4 separate regions of the Mus musculus genome follow, and all the other regions are linked to region 4. The links are chromatin contacts, called in public HiChIP or PLAC-seq and promoter capture Hi-C maps. All regions are on one chromosome and are shown on one strand. Each heading gives the region's core, a stretch centred on a gene start, on an enhancer-like site or on the middle of the called end of the contact. The rest is flanking DNA. Distances are from core to core; before and after follow the strand shown.

The links. Promoter capture Hi-C pulls out the DNA fragments that hold promoters and counts their contacts. HiChIP or PLAC-seq counts read pairs in DNA pulled down with a chosen protein or histone mark.
Region 1: an HNF4G HiChIP or PLAC-seq map of pancreatic cancer cells shows a contact between it and region 4. The contact joins the promoter of 5930430L01Rik here to the promoter of Slc7a1 in region 4. A contact is called at or near these places in 5 of 39 promoter capture datasets (the 3T3-L1 cell line, the C10 cell line, hippocampal neurons and 2 more) and 1 of 115 datasets of contacts at active chromatin or transcription factors (pancreatic cancer cells).
Region 2: a contact with region 4 is called in an H3K4me3 HiChIP or PLAC-seq map of the SCID.adh cell line, with 13 read pairs. The contact joins the promoter of Katnal1 here to the promoter of Slc7a1 in region 4. A contact is called at or near these places in 2 of 39 promoter capture datasets (embryonic stem cells and erythroid cells), 5 of 115 datasets of contacts at active chromatin or transcription factors (the SCID.adh cell line, bone marrow-derived macrophages, memory CD8 T cells and 1 more) and 2 of 9 other capture datasets (adipose tissue and macrophages).
Region 3: a contact with region 4 is called in a promoter capture Hi-C map of embryonic stem cells, with 2.2 times the contacts expected there. The contact joins the promoter of 8430423G03Rik here to the promoter of Slc7a1 in region 4. A contact is called at or near these places in 7 of 39 promoter capture datasets (the 3T3-L1 cell line, embryonic stem cells, hippocampal neurons and 3 more), 1 of 484 Hi-C or Micro-C datasets (bone marrow-derived macrophages) and 4 of 115 datasets of contacts at active chromatin or transcription factors (the SCID.adh cell line, bone marrow-derived macrophages, memory CD8 T cells and 1 more).

The regions. Positions count from the first base shown.
Region 1 is chr5:148,993,841-148,996,540 of GRCm38.p6, reverse strand. It overlaps 5930430L01Rik (RIKEN cDNA 5930430L01 gene), which reads left to right and starts at 1,326. Exons shown (of 2, transcript NR_102384.1): 1 at 1,326-1,423. Gm15411 (a long non-coding RNA gene) reads left to right here. Exons shown (of 5, transcript XR_868721.2): 4 at 1-220.
Region 2 is chr5:148,927,212-148,929,911 of GRCm38.p6, reverse strand. It overlaps Katnal1 (katanin p60 subunit A-like 1), which reads left to right and starts at 1,265. Exons shown (of 11, transcript NM_153572.2): 1 at 1,265-1,386. It overlaps Gm36446 (a long non-coding RNA gene), which reads right to left and starts at 1,100. Exons shown (of 2, transcript XR_377236.1): 1 at 1,009-1,100; 2 at 290-779.
Region 3 is chr5:148,948,945-148,951,644 of GRCm38.p6, reverse strand. It overlaps 8430423G03Rik (RIKEN cDNA 8430423G03 gene), which reads right to left and starts at 1,395. Exons shown (of 3, transcript NR_040686.1): 1 at 1,257-1,395; 2 at 812-985; 3 at 1-312. It overlaps LOC108169085 (a long non-coding RNA gene), which reads left to right. Exons shown (of 2, transcript XR_001785025.1): 2 at 2,637-2,700.
Region 4 is chr5:148,398,644-148,401,343 of GRCm38.p6, reverse strand. It overlaps Slc7a1 (solute carrier family 7 (cationic amino acid transporter, y+ system), member 1), which reads left to right and starts at 1,440. Exons shown (of 13, transcript NM_007513.4): 1 at 1,440-1,615.

The sequences.
Region 1 (2,700 bases), core at 77-2,576, 600 kb before region 4:
GCCAGGCCAGGCCAGGCTGGGCCCTGGAGATCTCTGAAGTAAAACCCCAAGAAGGCAGGCTTGCTCTGTCTGTCTGTCTGTCTGTCTGCCTGTCTGTCTCTGGTTGTTACTCCTGCTATCGAGGCTCCTGCAGTAACAGCTAGCAGGCTGTGGAATGAATTCACCACTGAGAACTTCTTGGCCTGGGCTGGAGAAAGGGTCGCCTCAAAGGAAGAGACAGGTATGGGGACCTCCCTCAGCAGTCCCACCTGGGGAGGGCATCTGTCCTACTCAGTTGTGTGGTTTTTTTTCCCTCTCTGCCCATCTCTTGTAATTGTCAACAAGGAGAAAGCTAAACATTGCAGGGCTCCCTTTGCAGGGACGTTGGACAGTTCTAAGACGCACACAGTAAAGATATCTTGGTGGGGGGAAAGGCCCTCTGGAGGCTAATCTGCATATATTTTCATTCATATGCATGCATATAATGTCTCCTATGAAGCTTCTTCCAGACGCTGAAAATAAAAATTCAACTGTTAATATTTTACAAATTAAAGGCAGGAGGAGCCACAAAAGACCTTTTCATTTGCAGTTTAAATTTAAAACTAACCATAGAGCCTTTTTCTTTTCCCTTCCTTCTTCCCTCTCTTCCTCTCTCTGGGTTTAATCCTAAGAGCTTTAATACATGGAAGCCAAACACTCTTACTATTGTATTAGAACCTTAATACTGGGTGGGGGATAGATTGTAGGGTGGCGTTGGGGGGTGGGGGAGACGAGGACGACGACGACACAGGTTCTCATAGTGTATCCCAGGCTGGCCAGGAACTTGCTATGTAAACTAGGTTGGCTTCAAGATCACAAATTTCTATGTGCCTCTGCTTCCAGGAGTGCTGGGATTAAAAGTATATGCCTCCAAGTTCTATTATTGTACACTTTTTATAAACGTAAAAAGAACCTATTCGAGGCCTTTTCAGGGAGAAAGAAGAGAAAGGCGTGGTAAAAATCGCCTGTTGCACGGTAGTTTTATCTTTTTGCCCCAAAAGAACTAGTACAGTTTGGCAAGGTTGGGCTTTGCCTTTTGCCAAGATGCTTTTTTCTAAAGAGAAAACGAACTCTCACTTTGGAAAACAGCAAGTCCTGTTTGTTTTCTGTTCCTTTAGAAGTCAGCCCCGGAGCGGCTGGCTGGCAGCGGCGAGCACAGCTCTCTGGCGTTGTGTAACCGCCAGGCAATCACGTTGCACCCACCGCTTCCACAGGCTTGTAACTGCAATAATAAGCAGGAGCTTATTCAAAGAGGAGAAACCATCCCAGCCGGCTCCAAGTCACGTGTCCAGGTCACGTGGCCTGCCAGACAGCGAAGGCGGCTGGCAATCATTAACTAATGCTTTCTCCCAGGGAGAAAAATGCTGGCTTTAAGGAGGCCCGGACGTCAGAATTGCAATAGAAGGTATCCGGGGTGGGCGGGTGACTTTATTCTCGCTAAGTGCTTTCTAGAGGAGATGGCGGAGCCGGCAAACAGAGCCCCTCGCCCCCTGCTTTCTCTAGAACTTGCAGCCTTGCGCGGCACCTCCTGCTTTTGCAGCCCTGGGTAGCTAGGGCCACAGCATCAGCAGCCTAGGAGCCAGTGCGCCGCCCCAGCGCTGCTGGGACCTCAGAGAAGTTCTTGGTTAAAACTTAAGCGGAGAGCCAGGTTTCTGTGCCTTAAGAAATTGGTGCCAAGGGTTCCCGGAGACGATGAGAGGGAGGAGGCACGTCAGCCTGTGGGAGCTCTGGCGGAGTTTTCATGACACCTAAGTCTTGTGATTGATGAGACCGACCAGGCAGGCAGGCCTGGCAGGCGGTTTCCTTGCTCAGCCTTTGAATTTAGACATTTCTTTCTCCTTCTCTAGGCTGGGTACTGTTCCTGGGTGCTTCTAAAATCTGTGACGTAGAATTGAGTTTGATGTTAGCGTAGAAGTGAAAATAGCGAGTGGGATGGAAAGTGACCAAGCTTTGTTGGAGGGAGTGGGTACAGCACAGAGAAAGGGACTTAGGGAATAAACAAAGGAAGAAGCCCGCGCTTTTAAAACCTCAAATTTCCACTTTTCACATTGTGCAAACAGACCTTTCCCCAGTCACTGCGTAATGAAGATTCAGTCTTATGCAGATGAATCTCTGTGAGTCTGAGGCCAGCCCTGTTCATACAGCAAATTCCAGGACAGCCAGGGCTACATAGTGAGAGCCAACTCAAAAATAAATAAAAAGATGACCGGAGGTATCCGGTTACCTCTATAGCCCACCAGTTTTAAATCTACTTAGTTTACTCAATGGTTCTCCGATCCCATGAGAATACTTTTGCAACAATGCTCTAATCCCTTTTCCTTTGGGTTTGTACTCAGTAAGGAGACTTAATTATAAAAATTGATTATTCTTGAGTTCTATTTGTTGTTCCATACATGCAGTAAAATGCCATGTTTCTTAAATTCCCCAAAAGTCCGAGATGCATCTTACAAGAATGGGCTTTAATTCAATCTGTTGTCTTAGACTGATTTTAATAAAGTCATCTTAGTATGCTTTCAATTGCTTGGATAAAACACCATGACCAAAACCTACTTGTGAAGAGAGTTTGTTTCAGTTTACAGCTCTGGTCACATTATCACTGAGGGAAGTCATGTCAGGAACCTGAAGACAGGAAGCAGAGGCCATGGAGGGATGTTTCTGACGGCTTGCTCCCATGGCTTGCTC
Region 2 (2,700 bases), core at 16-2,515, 530 kb before region 4:
CGGTACAGGACAATTTCCCCATCGGCCAATCCACCTTCAACTGCTAGTCAAATATTTTGACCTTTTTTTTTTTTTTTTTTTTTTTTTTTTTTTGGTTTTTCGAGACAGGGTTTCTCTGTATAGCCCTGGCTGTCCTGGAACTCACTTTGTAGACCAGGCTGGCCTCGAACTCAGAGATCCACCTGCCTCTGCCTCCCGAGTGCTGGGATTAAAGGCATGCGCCACCACGCCCGGCTTATATTTTGACTTTTATCACGATTGGATTAACTAGTATCTGAAAGCTACCGTGTGAGGTGCCAGACTTTTATTCTGTTTTATCATAAAAGTTTCTCTCAGGAACAGAGATAGTTCCATTTTGCAGACTAAAACGTTCAGAGCAGGTAGGTAAGGTGCCTCGGGTCATCGGCTACCAACCAGTTAGCCAAGGAGCTGTGTTAGAAGGCCAGGTTGTTAATCCAGGCCCATAGTACACTGAAGAGTGCACAAACCTCTGCATAAGACCCATTATAGCTTCGAATTCAATAGGTGGGGAGCAGTGCCATTTACGAGTTCCAGAGTCCAGAATCCTCCTGTAGGCTGTGTGCACACGCTATCTAAGCAATGGCTCGTTCTCACTCCACTCCCTGGAGGATGGCGGGAGGGGGCTGCGAGCAGCCTCCAATCCACAGAGCTGGCTCAGCAAGGTCGCCTCCTTAGAAGCCGCTCTCTGTCGCTGCACACGTCCCGCCCCGATGCCGGCCGGTGCAGCACGCCCCACCTAGGGTCTCGGGTTCCTCATCCTGTGGGGTGAGGGCTCCGTGTTCGCCACACTCGCCTCTGAGCATCCTTCCCTACTGCCCCCTTTCCCAACGCTGACTCAGCCCCACGCCCTCTCCGCAGCACTGCCGCAGCTGCCATGGCAACCGTGAGCCACCGCCTCTTCGCGCCGGCCGCGAACTAACGGACTCCGGGCGGGCGGCGGCTAACGGCGCCCCGCCTCGCCCCTCCCCGTTCCTTGACAGCCCTGACCTGCAGGATCTAAGTGGTGAGCCCGAGGGGCCGGGCTTGACAGGGAGAGCCGGGTTGCGGAGCCCAGGCGGGCAGCCCCAGTCCGCAAGACCTCGGCCGCCGGCAACAGGCCGCTCCCCCGGAGGAGAAGCGGGAGAGCCACGCAGAATGTAGCACCAGTCGCAGGGTATCATGGGTCTTGTAGTTCGGTGGCTCATCAGGCTCGCCGCCTTGGCTGGGTGATTCGGGCCGAGAACTACAAAGCCCAGCGGTCCGGAGCGCGGCGACAGACTGATAAATTGGGAGCTACTCAGATGGTGTTAAAGTGACTCTTTGTCTGCAGGGGGCTCCGGGGTGGTCGCTGGATTGGGCGCTGTGCGTCGGGCGGGGGTAGCGCAGGTGAGCCTCATTGCTGCGCTCCAGCCCCGCAGCCTCTGCACTCGCGGCCCCGCTCCATCGCCACCGCGCGGGGCCTGGGCCTCCTAGGGTGCTGCCTCTTGGTGCAGAACCGTATGTATGGCGCAAGGTCGATGCGAGACCCGACAAAGCCTTCACTAAAAGGCCTTTGCCTTTCCCTGTGAATCTCTAGGTATTTCTGCTTATTTTTCAAGTACCTCAGAGCTTTTGGCATATAAAATCCATTCATTAGCGTGTGTTCAGAGGACAGTAATATTTAAAAGGACAAGTGTGAAAGCTGATGAAGGATATTACTGTTATTTGGTGATGTCTGAATACATATACATATATATATGTTGCATGTTAGCTATTGAGGTTGAATGTCATGGAGTAATTAATGCCCCCTTCCGGCTCCACTCTTCACTTACTACCTAAATGTTGCCCACACATATTTTGGTTCTTTGAAGACTAGTTAAACTTTCAATGGCTAGTTAATTTTTGCCTTTTTCTGGAGAGTGTCTTTAGCATTTGTTTCTTTTTTCCCCAAGCACTTCCTAGAACGCACACACGAAGCTGATGGGTCTGGAGTATTTTGGGGAGGTCATAAATAACGAACTTGGTTTTATTGACTGATGAGATTTCTTAGTGGGTTTTGATGTGCTGCGATCTCACACACTTGTCTATTTCATTAAGCTTTGTTTGGTCTTTCACTCCCTTGGAAGTTTCTGTTGCTAGCTCTCCTTCATTTCTGACTTTCTCCTCTAGCCAACTTTACTAGAAATGTATTTTATTGAACTTTCTGAACAATCTCCTTTTGACTACACTGAAGTGTTCTGTATTCTGTTTCTATTTTTTAAAAATACCTGATTGATTTATGCACATTTTTCTTTGTTTTAGAGACCAGGCTTCACTGTGTAGTTTTGGCTAGCTAGAACTCACTGTGTAAACCAGGCTGTCCTGGAGCTCACCTGTCTGTCTCAGGATGCTGATATTAAGCATGGCTCAGGATGATTTCCTCTTTTTATTATGTGTAGTGAGAATTTTGGTGTTTTTTTTAAACATGGAATTTACATAGAAATATAAAAATTGTTTTTGTTTTAATCCCAGGTTTGGGATATTGGGCTGCTTCAGATTGTCCACAGCGGTTGACTGCGATTTGCCTCATGCTGTACAAGGGATGTGATTTTTGCCAACAGCCAGATAGTTTCCGTGACTGTGTGATGTTTGGAATTCTGGGGACTTTTCAGAGGGCATATAAATGCTAAGACTCCAAGAGGTGGGGTTGGTTCTTGATCACCACTTGTTAAGTAATTGTTC
Region 3 (2,700 bases), core at 146-2,645, 550 kb before region 4:
CATTTATTTCTGTCCCAGTTGATACTATTTGTAGCTGCCTTCCCACTCCAATGGCAGTTGTGGGTGGCTGCGGTAGACACTAGGTGGTTTAGAGAATCAAAAAAAAAAAAAAAAAAAAATTCCCATGAGTCCCTTCGCCCCTTCGCCTGTTTCAGAATTCAGTCTTTCTGGGCTTCTCCTCTATGTTTTCACCATGGTGCTGGTAGTGGCTGTCCTGAGGAGCCCTGTAGGCCTCAGTCTGGAGATGGGAGGGCTATCTCTTTCCTCAGAGGGCTGGTCAGATCCATGGTGGTCGGGCTGTTTCACCTAAGGCTGCAGATGGAAGACAAGAACAATCACAGAATCTGGAGAGGAGAAAGGTGTCAATTGGGGGTGGTCGAGGGAGGATGTTGCCAGACCACACACATCCCAATGTGGCCAGGGCATTTAAATCTCCTTGACAATTCTTGCCTAAACTAAACAGTGGGCCAACTGGGGAACAAGTGACCAAGCCAAGATTGTACGAGTGCACGTGTATGTGTGTATGTGTGTGTGTGCACGCATGTGTGTGTGTAAATAACACAATTCAGGGACATGAAAGGAGAGAGGACTTGAGGGGAGTAGGGGACCAGGAAAAGGCCAGTAAGCAGGGTCAGATGGGGCAGAGTAGTGAGAAGGAAGACAAAGTATAATTAATTACACAAAATTACCAAAAATGCCACAATGTAACGCATTAAACTGACTCTCAAAGTAATTGAGGGGAAAAAAATGCATTTACAAAATAAAGTTTCATGGCATAAAATTGTTACAGGAATTTTTTTAGGGTCAAAACCTGGGCCCTGGAGACCCCAGTGATCTTGGAAGGCATCTTTCTTCCTTGGCGTGGTGTTCATCAGGAAGCTTTTTATTGACGGTCTTATCTCCTCCTGGTCCTTGGGCTCCTTGCTCTGTTCCACAGCCAACTCCTCAGTCCACACAGTAAGAGGAAATAAGGAAAGAGAACTCCCTGAAACAGAAAGACAAAACGGGGCCTAGAAATCTACAGACCGGACTGGCCGGCATCGGGACACATGGCCTCTCTTAGCTACAATGGTCATGTGCGAGCAGGAGCGTCGCCCCTGCTGAATGAAACCGGTGTTCTGATAGAAAGCAAGAACGGAGGGATCAGTACCAGCCTATATTGGATCCCTGATCTTGCCAAACTTGAGAGTTATGGAGGAAAGAGCCCACGCCATTGAGTCCTCCTCTGTCCCTGGTGAAGGCGAGAAAAAGCAAACCTTTTCTGAGTCGTGACAGCTGGGGGATGTCCCGTGGCTCCCCTCTTCTTTTTGGCCAGAGAATGTAACTGGTCGTCCCACAGGGTAGCATGTAACCGAGAGGAAATAAACGTCGTGGCTGTGGAATGTGTGGTCTATTGCTCACTGAGGAGGGTGGCGGGGCTTTTTACAACAGGAAGCCCAGGATGGATGGCGAATCGTAAGGAAGTAATCAGTGTGGTATTTCACTTCAGTTGGAGGGAGTCCGTTCGCTGCCTCTTAGCCTGGTTGCTTGAGGAGTCGATTTTCCCCAACCACTTACAGCTGTCGTGTTTTGTAGTGATTTCTATGTGTTATGTTTGGGGTTCTCAACTTAGAACAAGGCTCGCTTCTTCTTCAATTTGTTGCTTTCTTTAGTACTTCCAACAGTTCAGCCAGCCAAGAAACTGTGTGATGGGCCTGAAGCTACGGGGAGGCAGCACCCTACCATGGGGCAAGCCCTGCCTGCGGGGGAACCATTTAGATTGAACTAAAAAGAAACAGTGGCGAATGGTGGGGCTCAGGAGTGATCTGCCACAGCCACCTGGAGAACAAAACTAGGAAACATTGTATATGTTTTTAAAAAGTTACTTATTATTTTGTCTCTGTAGTCATGAGGATCAAACACGTTTGATCTACAGTTTATCTATCCCCCAGATCCTGAGCCAGTGTTTTTGTATCTTGGGTCGGTTGACTTGCGCTCACGTCAGTCAAATGCGACGACTGTAACTTTACAAGCAGAATTGCATTTCATAAAAAGCTCAGCCTTGGGGCTGGAGAAATGGCTCAGTGGTTAGGAGCACTTCCTGCTCTTGTAGAGGCCCCAAGTTTGGTTCCCAGCACTCGCATGGTGGCTCACAGCCACCTGTAACCGCCACTCTCGGGCCTCTGTGGATTAGAATACAAGATTTTTCTCCTTTGTAGTTTTTATAATTCTTATAGTCTACAGGCATGACGTGTGTCTTGAGTAACGGGCATGCGCATTCCTGCATATGTGTGTGTTTGTACAGGGTCTCCTTGTGTATCTCAGGCTGCCCTCAACTTTGAAATCTTCCTGCCTCAGTCTCCTGGGTACCGAATTTGCTAGCATGCCAAGCTTGGTTTGCATTTTTGTCCAGTGTTTCTTCAGGTCTATGTCCAGTCTCTCAAGCAAAATATAAACTGCTTTAGGTGCGGGAAGATGCTGTGGAATAATATTTGGATTCTAGGGTTGGACATTTTTTAAAAATGGATATCTTGAATGTTTAACTAAGAACCTGTCTTTCCACATAAATATATTTGCAAATCTGAAAACAGTCTTTTATTAGACCAAACATATACTTTAAAAAAAAAACCCTTTCCTTTAACATGTTATTTTTATAGGTGCTAAAAGAAACAGCGCGGTGGTAAGGAGAGCAGACACTTGCTGACTTCCAGCTGTGGAGGG
Region 4 (2,700 bases), core at 191-2,690:
TTTGTGGAGGACACACAGTGAATAGCGTTCGAATTCGGAGTCAGATACTCATCTGGTGCTGAAGGCAAAGCTGGTGGGCGCTGAAAGATGGGAGGTTTCCCTCTGTGAGAAGGGGGCACCTGGTAAAGATTCAGGAGACCTCCCTACTAGATTGGCAGGAATCAGTTCATCACCGCATGATTGACACTTACTTCTGTTGGCTGTTGGAAAACAAAGCATGTTTGATGCCTTGTTATTATCACAAACGCTGTTAGAAGTGCTTTAATGTTATCTTACAAGTGTTAGAAGTGCTTTAGTGCTATCCACCTCCCTCTACGTATTCATTAAGACTTTTTGGCTGGGCAATATAAATTAATACATCGTTAGTTTAATTCTATGGGAGTATCAACAGCTGTGGCTGACAATGAATCCCTTTACTGATAAGGCACACTTGAGAACACACATAGCATCCACCTTCTCTTTTCTCTTTTTCTTTTCTTTTCCTTTCTTTTCTCTCTTTCTTCCTTTCTTTCTTTCTTTCTTTCTTTCTTTCTTTCTTTCTTTCTTTCTTCTTTCCTTCCTTCCTTCCTCTCTCTCTCTCTCTCTCTCTCTCTCTCTCTCTCTCTCTCTCTCTCTCTCTCTCTCTCTTTTTTTAACAGGATTTCTCTGTATAGCCCTGGCTGTCCTGAAACTCACTCTGTAGACCAGGCTGGCCTCAAACTCAGAAATCCACCTGCCTCTGCCTCCCAAGTGCTGGGACTAAAGGTGTGTGCCACCACTGCCGGGCTTCGATATAATTCTTTATAAAAACTTTTATCTTATGCATATTTATGGTTTACCTGTGTATGTCTGTGCATCACATTCAAGACTTACAGATTAGTTGTGAGCCCCCATGTGGGGAGTCAGAACTGGGTCCTCTGAAAGGGTTGTCAGTGTTAACCGCTGAGCCATCCCTCAGCCCTATAGACTGTAGTTCTCGATTTTGGAGCAGAGATCAGAAGGAACCCTGAAGACTAGATTTGGGTACTAAACTTGGGGAGAGTCCCGCGGGTGTGAACTGCCTGAACTGTTCTGTTGGCTATGTGGAGGAACTACCTTGTATCAAAGGGAGGCTTGCAGGTTCTGGGGCCCTTCCTGACCAAGGCGGAGGCTAAGGCGTTAGCTAGGGCACAGCCGTAAAGTAGTCCAATGTCAAAAGAAGATTTACAACTAAGTCCAAAAAAAAAAAAAGTCTTTAAAATGTGTCTTACATCCAGTTTGGAGCAAGAAACCTGGTCGTCAGCTGTCCGTGGCTCCCCAGGAGGGGGCTCGCACCCCTCAGCCTGTGCCATCAGCTCTGACTCAAGCTCAGTTGCGGCTGCGGAGGACCAAGGGCGCGCGCGGGAGGCGCCCAAACCGGCGGGGAAGCCCGGTCTCGGGTGTCCCCGCCCACAGGGGCGCGGCCGCGCGGCGCTGTCATTGGTGCCCTGGAAGCTGACGCGCAGCACTGGCCGTGGCCGTGGGGCCCGCGGAGGGCGGCGCGCGGCTGATGAAACCGGCTCGGATTCCGCCCGCGTGCGCCATCCCCTCAGCTAGCAGGTGTGAGAGGCTTTCTACCCGCGGTCTCCACACAGCTCAACATCTTGCCGCCTCCTCCGTGAGTACGCGATCCTTGTGATTGCCCAGGAAGCTCTGAAAGCCTGAGTCACCTCGGTGTGCGTGTGTGTCTGTGTGTGTGGCCTCGGGTGGCGTTTCAGGCAGGGCGAGGGTTCTTCTTATCCTCTCCATCTCCGGGGGATGGGTGCGTGGGGCGGGCACCAGTGTTCCGGTCGCCTCCTCCGAGTCCATCTTGGTCCTTTGCAGGCGCGGCGTGGTGCATGATGCAACAGCGGGAGGGAGTGAACACGGGCGACCCGGGTGACGCCCGCCACGCGTGGCGCCGTGTGTAGGCTCCACGTGGGCGCGGGGACCCATCTACGCAGGCTGCCCCGGGTGGCATCCGGAGTCACGGCAGTCTGGGAGACCTTCCCTTACATGGCGCGGTGCGCGGCACCCCGCCCCGCCACGCGGTCCCGGGCAGTGTCGTCAGCCGAGCCGCGCGCAGGATGGACTCTTGTCAGGTCTCGCAGGCATGACCCGAGACCTGAGATTCCTGTCCTCCGGGTCGCCTCATAGTCTCCAGAGGTCCCTTTGGAGGGACTCCCTCTTGGGTGGGTTTTCCTTGTGACCCGATTCGGCCTGCACAGACTGTTCTTCCAGATGGTGTGGAGTGGGAGGAAGTTCTTCCGGCTCCGTAGACAACCTGTGCTCCGTGTGTTTCTGTCCAGTGGAAGACTTCCTGGGCACGATCAGGTCACCAGCCAAGGGTGTCCGCAGAGCAGTCCAGTGTCGCTCGCTCCAGCCCACTGCTGTGTGGACTTGTGTGTTAAGATAGCCAGACATGTGCTGGGATAGGCAGACATGTGCTGGGATAGGCAGACATGTGCTGTCAGGAAAACAAAACAAACTAAAAAACTACATTTCCCAGCACCCACAGTTATACTCTCACGTGCAGGAGGACAGGGTTTCAACCATAGGTGTATTTCTTCTAAAGGTGAGTAAACTTTCACTAGAATCCGGAGCGTTATCTTCTGCGTTATCTTTTGGTTGACTGTCTTAGCTGTCATGGAGTCAGCTGGTAATTGGGATTTTTGTAACATTTCTTGCCCTTCATGTGTGGTTAAGATAATAGGAAACCTCGAC